Regions from separate parts of the Mus musculus genome. Here regions 1 and 2 are each linked to region 3. Evidence: chromatin contacts called from public HiChIP or PLAC-seq and promoter capture Hi-C data. All regions are on one chromosome and are shown on one strand. Each heading gives the region's core, a stretch centred on a gene start, on an enhancer-like site or on the middle of the called end of the contact. The rest is flanking DNA. Distances are from core to core; before and after follow the strand shown.

Region 1 (2,700 bases), core at 102-2,601, 160 kb after region 3:
ATTTATTTGTAATGAGGACTTTTTAAGTGTGTGTGTGTGTTTTTTTTAATGGGTATAATTATAGTCAGGAAAACTACAAGGGCTTGCAGTTGAAATGCTCGAGGGGTACTTTGCACCCCTGAATGCGAGCATTCCTCAGCTGTGGTGGTAGAGGTCTGTCTGGAGGCTGAACACACTTCATGTTAGCTGCTCCAACTGGGTTTCTGAGATTGTCAGCTAAGCTAATTCTCTTTGTAAATTGGCAAAAAAAAAAAAAAAAAAAACAACCAAAAACAAAAAAAAAAAAAACCCAACAACTTCAGGTTGGAATCTGCTCTTTCATGTACATTACATGGCTTACAGCTCAAGAGATGTTTCCAAGTCTCTGACTAGCCAGAACTCCGGAGAGGTTCACAAGTTCCAAAGGTTGGAGCTTCCAGGATGGGTGTCCCTCTGTGCGGCTGTGTGACAGGGACCGAGAGCCGGTGAGACCTGTGCCTGTATATTAGCAGCTGCGTTTGTTTATTGCCTGTGTATTCTAGAGACTGTAAACTTTCTTTCCTTTTCCAGAATGTCTGGTCGGTACAATGAAACATCAGTTTCCCTGTGGGCCACTTAGGCAAGACTTGTCACTCAGCTTAGGAGCAAAGCTGTAGTGTGATATCAGTGACATCAGGGTGCCATTGTAGAGCAAAGTGTCAAACCCCAGAGTGTTCCTCAGGGCAAAGGGCTTTCGGGTTTTTTTTTGTTGTTGTTGTTGTTTTTTGTTTTTTTCCTGTAGCCAGAAACCTAGAGAGCCAATAGGAACCTTTTTGACTTTCAACCAATATTGGAAGTTTGGTTGAAGTTTGGGTGTGATGACCCAGGGACACAGAAGCAAACAGGAAGTTAAAGGGGGGCTTCCAGACTGGTTTCCAGTGCTTTGGTAGTGGCTGTCTTGCCAGTCAGTCATGGGGCCCAGACAACCGACTTCTGGCCTGTGCGGAGGCCAGGCCCTCCTGGCTTCCTTCCGTATGGTTTGTTAAGCTCTTTACTGTGGTCTAGCCGCTATCCCTGCTGTCACATAAGCAGTTAGGATCCAGGTACAGACTGCAGTGTGGGGAGGGTCTGTGTGACCAAGGACTTCCTGTCACTTTTCCCTTTTTAAAATTGAAGGAGAAACAGCCCAGTAGCTCCACCCTTTCTGGCCACAGATGGCATTCCGTTAGTTTGCAATAGCCACCTTATGGTTAAAGCCAACAGGTCATACAGCTTGGTCCCAGCTCGTCTGCCTGGACGCTGAGCGGCCTGCCCGAGTAGGGTAGGCGTGATACAGAGCTCTGCAGAATTCTTGTGTTTACACAACCCCTCTGGGCAATGCCGTGGTTTCTCTCGACAGGATGTCTTAAGATTGTCGGCAATCACGCAGCCACCAGCTGCTCAGGAAGAAGGAATCGAGAGGTCTGCATGGGTAACTTTTTTTCTTAAAGAAACACCAAAGAAAGCTGTGGAAAGGAGTGACTCCCCCCCCCCCCGTCCCCCTCCCCCCACCCCCATCCTGCCCAGCTGCCGTGGAAAGTGTAAGAGGTCCAGCCATAACTAGAGCATTAGAGCACAAATAATTGTTTTTCAAAAGTATCATTAGTGAGGAGAGGAGCCGGGCAGAGTGGCTTTTCTCTGTGGGCAGATGGGCTGCCCACAATTCCTTCCATGGCTGGTTCACCCGTGATTCGCGTGTAAGCAGCTTGGCCTTGAAAGCACAAGCCTCGTTCCTCTCTTTCTGTCTTTATTGCCTCCCCCCATGCGTCTCATAGGCTCCCAGAACACCTTACAGAGCCCCTTGTTCTCCCTTGGGGCTGCATAGGCCACCTCCCAGGGTCTGGCCTTTCCAGGGGACAGAATCCTTATCCTTGAACCTTTCTAGGCGCAGGATAACATCTGTGCAAGTTGACACCAGGTTAGGCCTGCAACTCTCGCCCATCCTCCAGGGGGCGCACTTTACATTGCCAACCACAGCCTCCATTGGCTCCCAAGGTGCTAGGGAAGATTGTTGGTTTCTGTCTTCTCCAGCTCTGTGGGTTCGAGTTTCGTGGGACTTGGGACTTTTATATTTGGTGACCAGTGCCCTCCGCTTCTGTTTGACTCCCCGTGACCTCTCTACTATGCATTTCCCTTTTTATCAGGTGTATAAAGTTAAATACTGTGTATTTATCACTTACAAGAACATGAACTTAAAAAAGATGAGCTTTCGGTTGTTTTTCCACAGGTGATCAAGCTTCTGTGTAAACTTGAAATAAACAGACAGCAAAATGGTGCAAAGCCCGGGCCTCTCGGGGGTTCTTTGGTTGGTACCTGGTCCTTTGCAGCGTTTCTGCTTACACTGGTATTCCTTCCCTTAACGTTGACAGCAAGTCAGATGCCCAGAGCTCACAGCTCATCCCCCACCCCCACCCCGCCATGTAAACTGCTCCTGGGTGAGCCAGCAGCCCAAAGGTTGAAGTGTGAAGGAGGTAAGGGGCGGACTCTGTGAGGTTGGCTAGGTAAGCAGCTGGGAGTGGCTGTCATCACAGGAGACATGTCCCGAGGCCGGGCATTGTTTGAACAGGCTCCAAGCCTTACTCTCTGCCATCAGAGGGGGACAGGAGGCGAAATCTGAAAAGTCCCAATCCTTGTTTCAGAAATATGGGTGTGGTACACACGCCTGTAATCCCAGTACTTGGGAAGTGGAGGCAGGAGGATCCC
Region 2 (2,700 bases), core at 53-2,552, 150 kb before region 3:
CACCCTATTAGAAACAGAAAGGGGCAGAGAGAATGAATGAATGAATGAACTTGAGTGTAGTGGTACATGTCTTTTATGCCAGCACTCAGGAGGCAAGAAGAATAATGCAAATTAGGGGCTAGCCTGGTCTACATCTGGTCTACATATGGAGTATGGAGTTCCATGTCAGCCAGGGCCACAGAGCCATAGCAAGACTCCATATTAAAAAAAAAAAAAAGCAAGCTTTGTTTTGTTTTGATTTTTTTGTTTGTTTGTTTTGTTTTTATTTTGGGTTTTTGGCTTTTCAAGACAGGGTTTCTCTGTGTAGCCCTGACTATCCTGGAACTCACTCTGTAGACCAGGCTGGCCTTGAACTCAGATATCTTCCTGCCTCTGCCTCCTGAGTGCTGGGATTAAAGTCATGTGCCAGTAGTCCCCTCTGTGGGAACAGAGGCTGTAAAACATGCACAGGTGGCAGGCACAGTGTCCAACCTGAAGCACACAGGTTGTGAGGCTGACCCTGTGGGTGGATGCTAAGATACCATGACCTCCTAGAACTGGCTTCAACCTGAGGATATTTTGATTGGCAGCACCTGTGTGTATGTGCTGCCGGTGCAAGATTTAATGGGAGTGGATTTGTACAGCCTCAGAACCTATGGAGTATGTGGTTGTATTAGTTGAGGGAGATTGCGGTCCCCAGGATGTAGATAGGAACGTTTTTATCACCCATGAGCCAGCTGGAGACAGATGGAAAGACATGAACAATCCCTTCTGGAGATTCTGGGGACCTGAGGAAAACAGGTCGGGGCTCCCAGACATGGGGAGGAGACCCTGGGCCACCCACTGTTTCCCTCTAGAGTCTATGGCTCTACCAGATAAGAGTCGTAGGGCTCAGATGTGGAAGGATGACCAGTGAGCCAAGGGCTGTCCAACTGTGTTTGTTTTGAGACAAGGTCTCACTGTATAGCTAGACTTGCAGTCTGGGACAGTTAGTCACCATGAAATCAGTCTCTGATTTGTGGGATCTCCCCTGCTGAAAGGCAACCCCTGAGCTTCATCTGTCCCATCTACCAGGTACGTAGGGCAAGGGCTAACAGGGCAGGCAGCTGTCTGCCTGATACCCTCTGATACACCTGGAGTGGTCCCAGTACTTGGTACCATCTGATCTTTCTTACTTCGAGTCTCTTCTACCAAAGTCGGTTCCTGATTGGTCTTTCAAGTCATTAAGTCACCTGTGAGCATCATTTTTCCCAGGGGCAGCTTCTCTCCAGTGTCATCACAATCCCTGGGTTCCAAAGGAATTATGCCATCACATCCCTGACAGATGGACCCTAGGAGAATGCAAGGGCAAGGACTGTTGTGGGTCAGTCCAGCACAGAGGGATCCCCACTGAGGGCTCTTCACCTGCCCTGGGGACTCAGAACACAAATGACCTGCCCTATTGGAACTCAGGCAGGCACCTCCCCAGGAAGTACCAGGATCCCCAGGATACACGGGAGTCACTGAGCCCCTGATGCCCCTACCTCCTGCTAGCACCCCCGCAACACCACAGAGGCAGCCAGCATGCCGGTCACTAAGTGTCCAAGGAAAGTAGAGCCGCCGTGGAAAGGGTGGGACCGGAAAGCCCAGAAGAACGGACTGAGACACCAAGTGTTTGCTGTGAACGGCGATCACTACGTGGGCGAATGGAAGGGCAACTTGAAACACGGTAAGCTAAGCGGGAGAGCCTCCGGGGATTAGTGGCCAGCGTGGGGTCAGAGTGGGTGGGCAATGCAAAACAAAACAAAAAGCACTGTTACAGAGTCCATTAAGAACATAAGCGATCTTGTTTTGTTCCCAACCCCACTTAGTGACCAGAACCGGGACCAGCAGGGGGCTGTGGCTCTGAAGTCCAAGTCAGCCCTGACTTCAGCTGAGCCAGAGTCTAGGGACAGAAAACAAAAATGGGATAGGGATCATCAGAAGCCAGCCCAAAGCTGGGTGGGGTTCTGGGGGTGCTGGATCGCTCTCTGTCTTCTGACAGGGTAGCAGAGCCTGGGGTTGGTTGAAAAGGTCAACACATTAAGAAAATGACTTGCAGTAGGCGTTGTGGGCTTCAGATGCTGCCCTGATGCTCTGCAGATGGTGGGGGCACAAGGTCTGGGCCTCAAGACACAGGTTGGACCTATCCAACCCCCCAGAAGTAACTGAGTGACCATGATTACTCCTGTATGCCTGGACTCAAGTCTTAACCAGCAGGGGGCGAATGGGTTCTGGCCGATACATTGCAAATCACGTTTGTCCGGGATGGATGGGGGTAGGACGGGGACTCTATTTAAAAGCTCTAGTCTTGCAATTCCAGACTTAACCACTTTCTTCTCCTGCCTTCCTGGGTTATCTACACTAGAATCCCTGAGCCTGCATTGTTAGAATACCTTATCTATAGGTTTTCTCATCTGTTAAGTGGCAACAATGTCTCTTTATAAAGTACACGCAGCAAGATTGCTCAGAGCAAGGGTGCTCGGGGAGACTCTGCAAAGTAGACTACCATCACATTTCCCAAATGAGGTGACCTGGGAAGAAGTGACTACTGAAGAGGTGGTATTAGGCTATAGAGGGCACCAGAGAGGGGAAGAGAGGGAGTAACAAAGAAGACAGGAGCAGGGTGATGTTTGAGCTAGGCAGAAAGGATAAAGATGTGTCCAGGTTGAGGGGCTTTTCGTCTAAAATTTAGACCTTAAA
Region 3 (2,700 bases), core at 27-2,526:
CCAGTCTTCCCCTTTTAAAATTACATTCAATCTGTGTGTACACACATGTGTGGATCTACATGTGCCTTGGCATGTGTGAGGGGGTCGGAGGACAATCTGTAGGAGTGGGTTTTCTCGGGATCAAACTCAGGATATTAGACTTAGTGGCAAGTGTCTTCAGCCACTAAGCCATCTTGCCTGCTCCCTCTGCCCCCACCCCCCTGTCTCCCGAGTGCTGGGATTAAAGGTGTGCGCCACCACGCCCGGCCCAGCCCGGCTTCTAATTTTTAATTTCATCTTTACTTATTACTATTTTCTTTTTATTTTGAGACAGAGTCACACTAAGTTTCTCAGATTGTCCTTCAACTCACTGTGTAGGCCAGGCATGCCTTTAAGTTTTGATCTTCCTACCTAAGCCTCCCAGGTAGCTGTGAGCCCACCAGACCTGTAAAACTATCTTAATTGTAGAAACTTTTAGCTACATTTTCTTGTTTTTTCTTCCCTTGGCTACTGTTGACTGTAGAAACTTCCTTTTTCTTTTCAGAGCAGGTTTACTCTGTGTTGCCCTGACTGTCCTGTAACTGACAGACCTAGATCTGCCTGCCTCTGCTTCCTGAACACTGGGGCTAAAGCTTGTGCCACAACCAAACAGTAAAACCCAACTGCTCCTGTCCTTTTTTTGTTTGTTTTATTTTGTTTGTGTTTAGACAGGGTTTCTCAATATAGTAGCCCTGGCTGTCCTGCCTCTCTACCTTCTAGGGCTGTGATTAGAGGCGTGAGCTACTGCACCCTGCCACCATTCATTCCTTAAGGCTTCCTGGACTCTTACTGAGAGCAACTTTCTGCCGCGTTTCCTGCAGTATTTCTGAAAGGATCAGTCCTCCCTAGGTTGCAGTCACTGTTTTCAGTTTTTGGGTTACTTTAAGACTGTTTCCCTCTGGCTGCAGTGAGACAGCTGCAGCACTTATGTGATGTTTCTTTGCTTTTGGTTTACTCCCTAGGTCCTGCAGATTCCTCTCCCCCTGAACCCCTATTTCCTCTACCTCCTAGGCTTCCTTTCTCTGCCTGTTCCCTCATATTCTACCCCTTTACCAGGGTTCTGAATTGTCCCCTGCTGTCCTTAATGTCTGCTGCTTCATACCTTCATAATCTTCAGCTGATCTCTGCTTGTATTTTGTCTTGCACACTGCCCATGAAATGTCCATTACCCACACGATTGCCAGAGCACAGTACTTTACACACAGGGTATGTTTCCTTAGCGTGGCCTAGGAGGCCTTGCGGATTAGCTTCCTGCTACCTCAGAGCTCTTTTTCTAGCCTTGCTGAGCTGTTTGTAGTTCTCGAATGTGTCATGCACTTTCACATCTCTATTTTACTCTTCTTTCTGCATAAGCTGCCCACCCCCCACCCCACCCTCACTCACTGCTGTCTTGTATTGTCTTATTCTCCCTCCTTGGCCCATGTAATCAGTTGCTGCTGTGGTCTGCATTGCCCTTTCCAGCCTGCCTTTCCCAGAAGATGAGGCATCTCTTCTGGGTTTGCATTCCAGAGCCCAGACTTTAGAGCTACTGCCTAGGCACAGAGCTTAGTTCTCTTATTTATCAGCATCATGACACCGAGCAGGTTACTGAATTGCACTGTCCGTAGTTCCTTCAATTCTAAGTGGAGATAATTCCTACCTCATTAAACTCCTGGTACAGATATTTGAAGAAGTGCTAGCACTAGTACTGGAGTTAGCCTGCAGTATCTACCGTCATGGTGCATTTACATGGTCTCTGTATTTCTCCTTCCTTCCAGACTCTAACGTCTTTACGAGTAGGCTACACAGCTTACTCATCTCAGTAGTCCCAGAATTTAGCATTGAATCTGGTTCATAATTCAGCCAGAAAACACTTGGGTGGGTGGATGAGTGGGTGAATATGTGAATGAGGGGGTTAATGAATGAATCCCCAGTGCGCACCGCAGATACTCAGTGATAGTGATGTTGAGTGTCTTGTCCTTCTTTGTTGGCCATTTGTGTGTTAGATATAAAAGAAAGAGCTATTAAAATCTTTGGTCCATTTAAGAAAAGATTTATTTTTATTTTATTTGTGTTTTGCCTGCACATGTCACCATGTGCATGCAGTGACCATAGAGGCCAGAAGAGGGCACCAAATCTCCTGGAACTGGTGTTACAGGTGGCTGTTGAGTCACTTGTGGGTACAGCAAACTGAACCTGAGACCTGGAAGAGCAGCCAGTGCCCCTAATCAGGGAGCCCCCTTTTGCCCAATTTTAAAGTTGACATTTTTTGTATTTTTATCATTGAGATGTTAAGAATTATTCTGGATTCTAGTCCTTTACTATATAGATGTAAAATGACTTATTTCCTTGGAGCTGGAGTTACAGACAGTTGTAAAATGCTAGGAATTGAACCTAGGTCCTCAGGAAGAGCAGCCAGTGCTTTTTTGTGTTGTTTTGGGTTTTTGTTTTTGTTTTTTTGGTTTTTTTTTTAGATTTATTTATTATGTAAGTATACTGTAGCTGTCTTCAGATACTTTTTCTCCTCTCTCCAGCCCCCACTCGCTCCAGCCCACAGCCCGTGCTGTTAACCACTGAGCCATCTCTCCAGCCCCATAAATCTTTAATTTTTAGGAAGTCTAATTTTATGTTTCCCCGTCAGTATTTTTGCTTTGGTTGTCACGTCCAAGAAACGATTTCCTAAACATTCTTTAAGCTTTATGT

What was found. HiChIP or PLAC-seq counts read pairs in DNA pulled down with a chosen protein or histone mark. Capture Hi-C pulls out chosen DNA fragments and counts their contacts.
Region 1: a contact with region 3 is called in a promoter capture Hi-C map of liver. The contact joins two enhancer-like sites. A contact is called at or near these places in 4 of 484 Hi-C or Micro-C datasets (the Ba/F3 cell line, the G1E-ER4 cell line, the HL-1 cell line and 1 more), 1 of 115 datasets of contacts at active chromatin or transcription factors (the 230-238 cell line) and 3 of 9 other capture datasets (adipose tissue, liver and pancreatic islet).
Region 2: an H3K4me3 HiChIP or PLAC-seq map of the 230-238 cell line shows a contact between it and region 3, with 23 read pairs. The contact joins the promoter of Morn3 here to the enhancer-like site in region 3. A contact is called at or near these places in 5 of 39 promoter capture datasets (the C10 cell line, cranial neural crest, embryonic stem cells and 2 more), 2 of 15 datasets of contacts at CTCF or cohesin (embryonic stem cells and pro-B cells), 11 of 484 Hi-C or Micro-C datasets (embryonic stem cells, epidermal suprabasal cells, forebrain and 5 more), 21 of 115 datasets of contacts at active chromatin or transcription factors (the 230-238 cell line, T-cell acute lymphoblastic leukemia, acute myeloid leukemia and 9 more) and 4 of 9 other capture datasets (adipose tissue, embryonic stem cells, liver and 1 more).

What each region holds. Positions count from the first base shown.
Region 1 is chr5:122,730,747-122,733,446 of GRCm38.p6, reverse strand. Camkk2 (calcium/calmodulin-dependent protein kinase kinase 2, beta) reads left to right here. Exons shown (of 17, transcript NM_001199676.1): 17 at 1-2,277. Among named protein-coding and RNA genes, the nearest start is that of P2rx4, 25 kb to the right of the region's middle. Within about 2 kb of position 1,351, at least 141 of the 459 cell types and tissues checked have an H3K27ac peak or open chromatin away from gene starts, as enhancers often do. A contact at or near this core is called in the 230-238 cell line, adipose tissue and liver, where this site is marked.
Region 2 is chr5:123,045,618-123,048,317 of GRCm38.p6, reverse strand. It overlaps Morn3 (MORN repeat containing 3), which reads left to right and starts at 1,302. Exons shown (of 5, transcript NM_029112.2): 1 at 1,302-1,687. The coding sequence starts at 1,543.
Region 3 is chr5:122,893,582-122,896,281 of GRCm38.p6, reverse strand. The region is part of intron 12 of Kdm2b (lysine (K)-specific demethylase 2B); the gene reads left to right. Among named protein-coding and RNA genes, the nearest start is that of Rnf34, 45 kb to the right of the region's middle. Within about 2 kb of position 1,276, at least 56 of the 459 cell types and tissues checked have an H3K27ac peak or open chromatin away from gene starts, as enhancers often do. A contact at or near this core is called in the 230-238 cell line, adipose tissue, bone marrow-derived macrophages and 3 more, where this site is marked.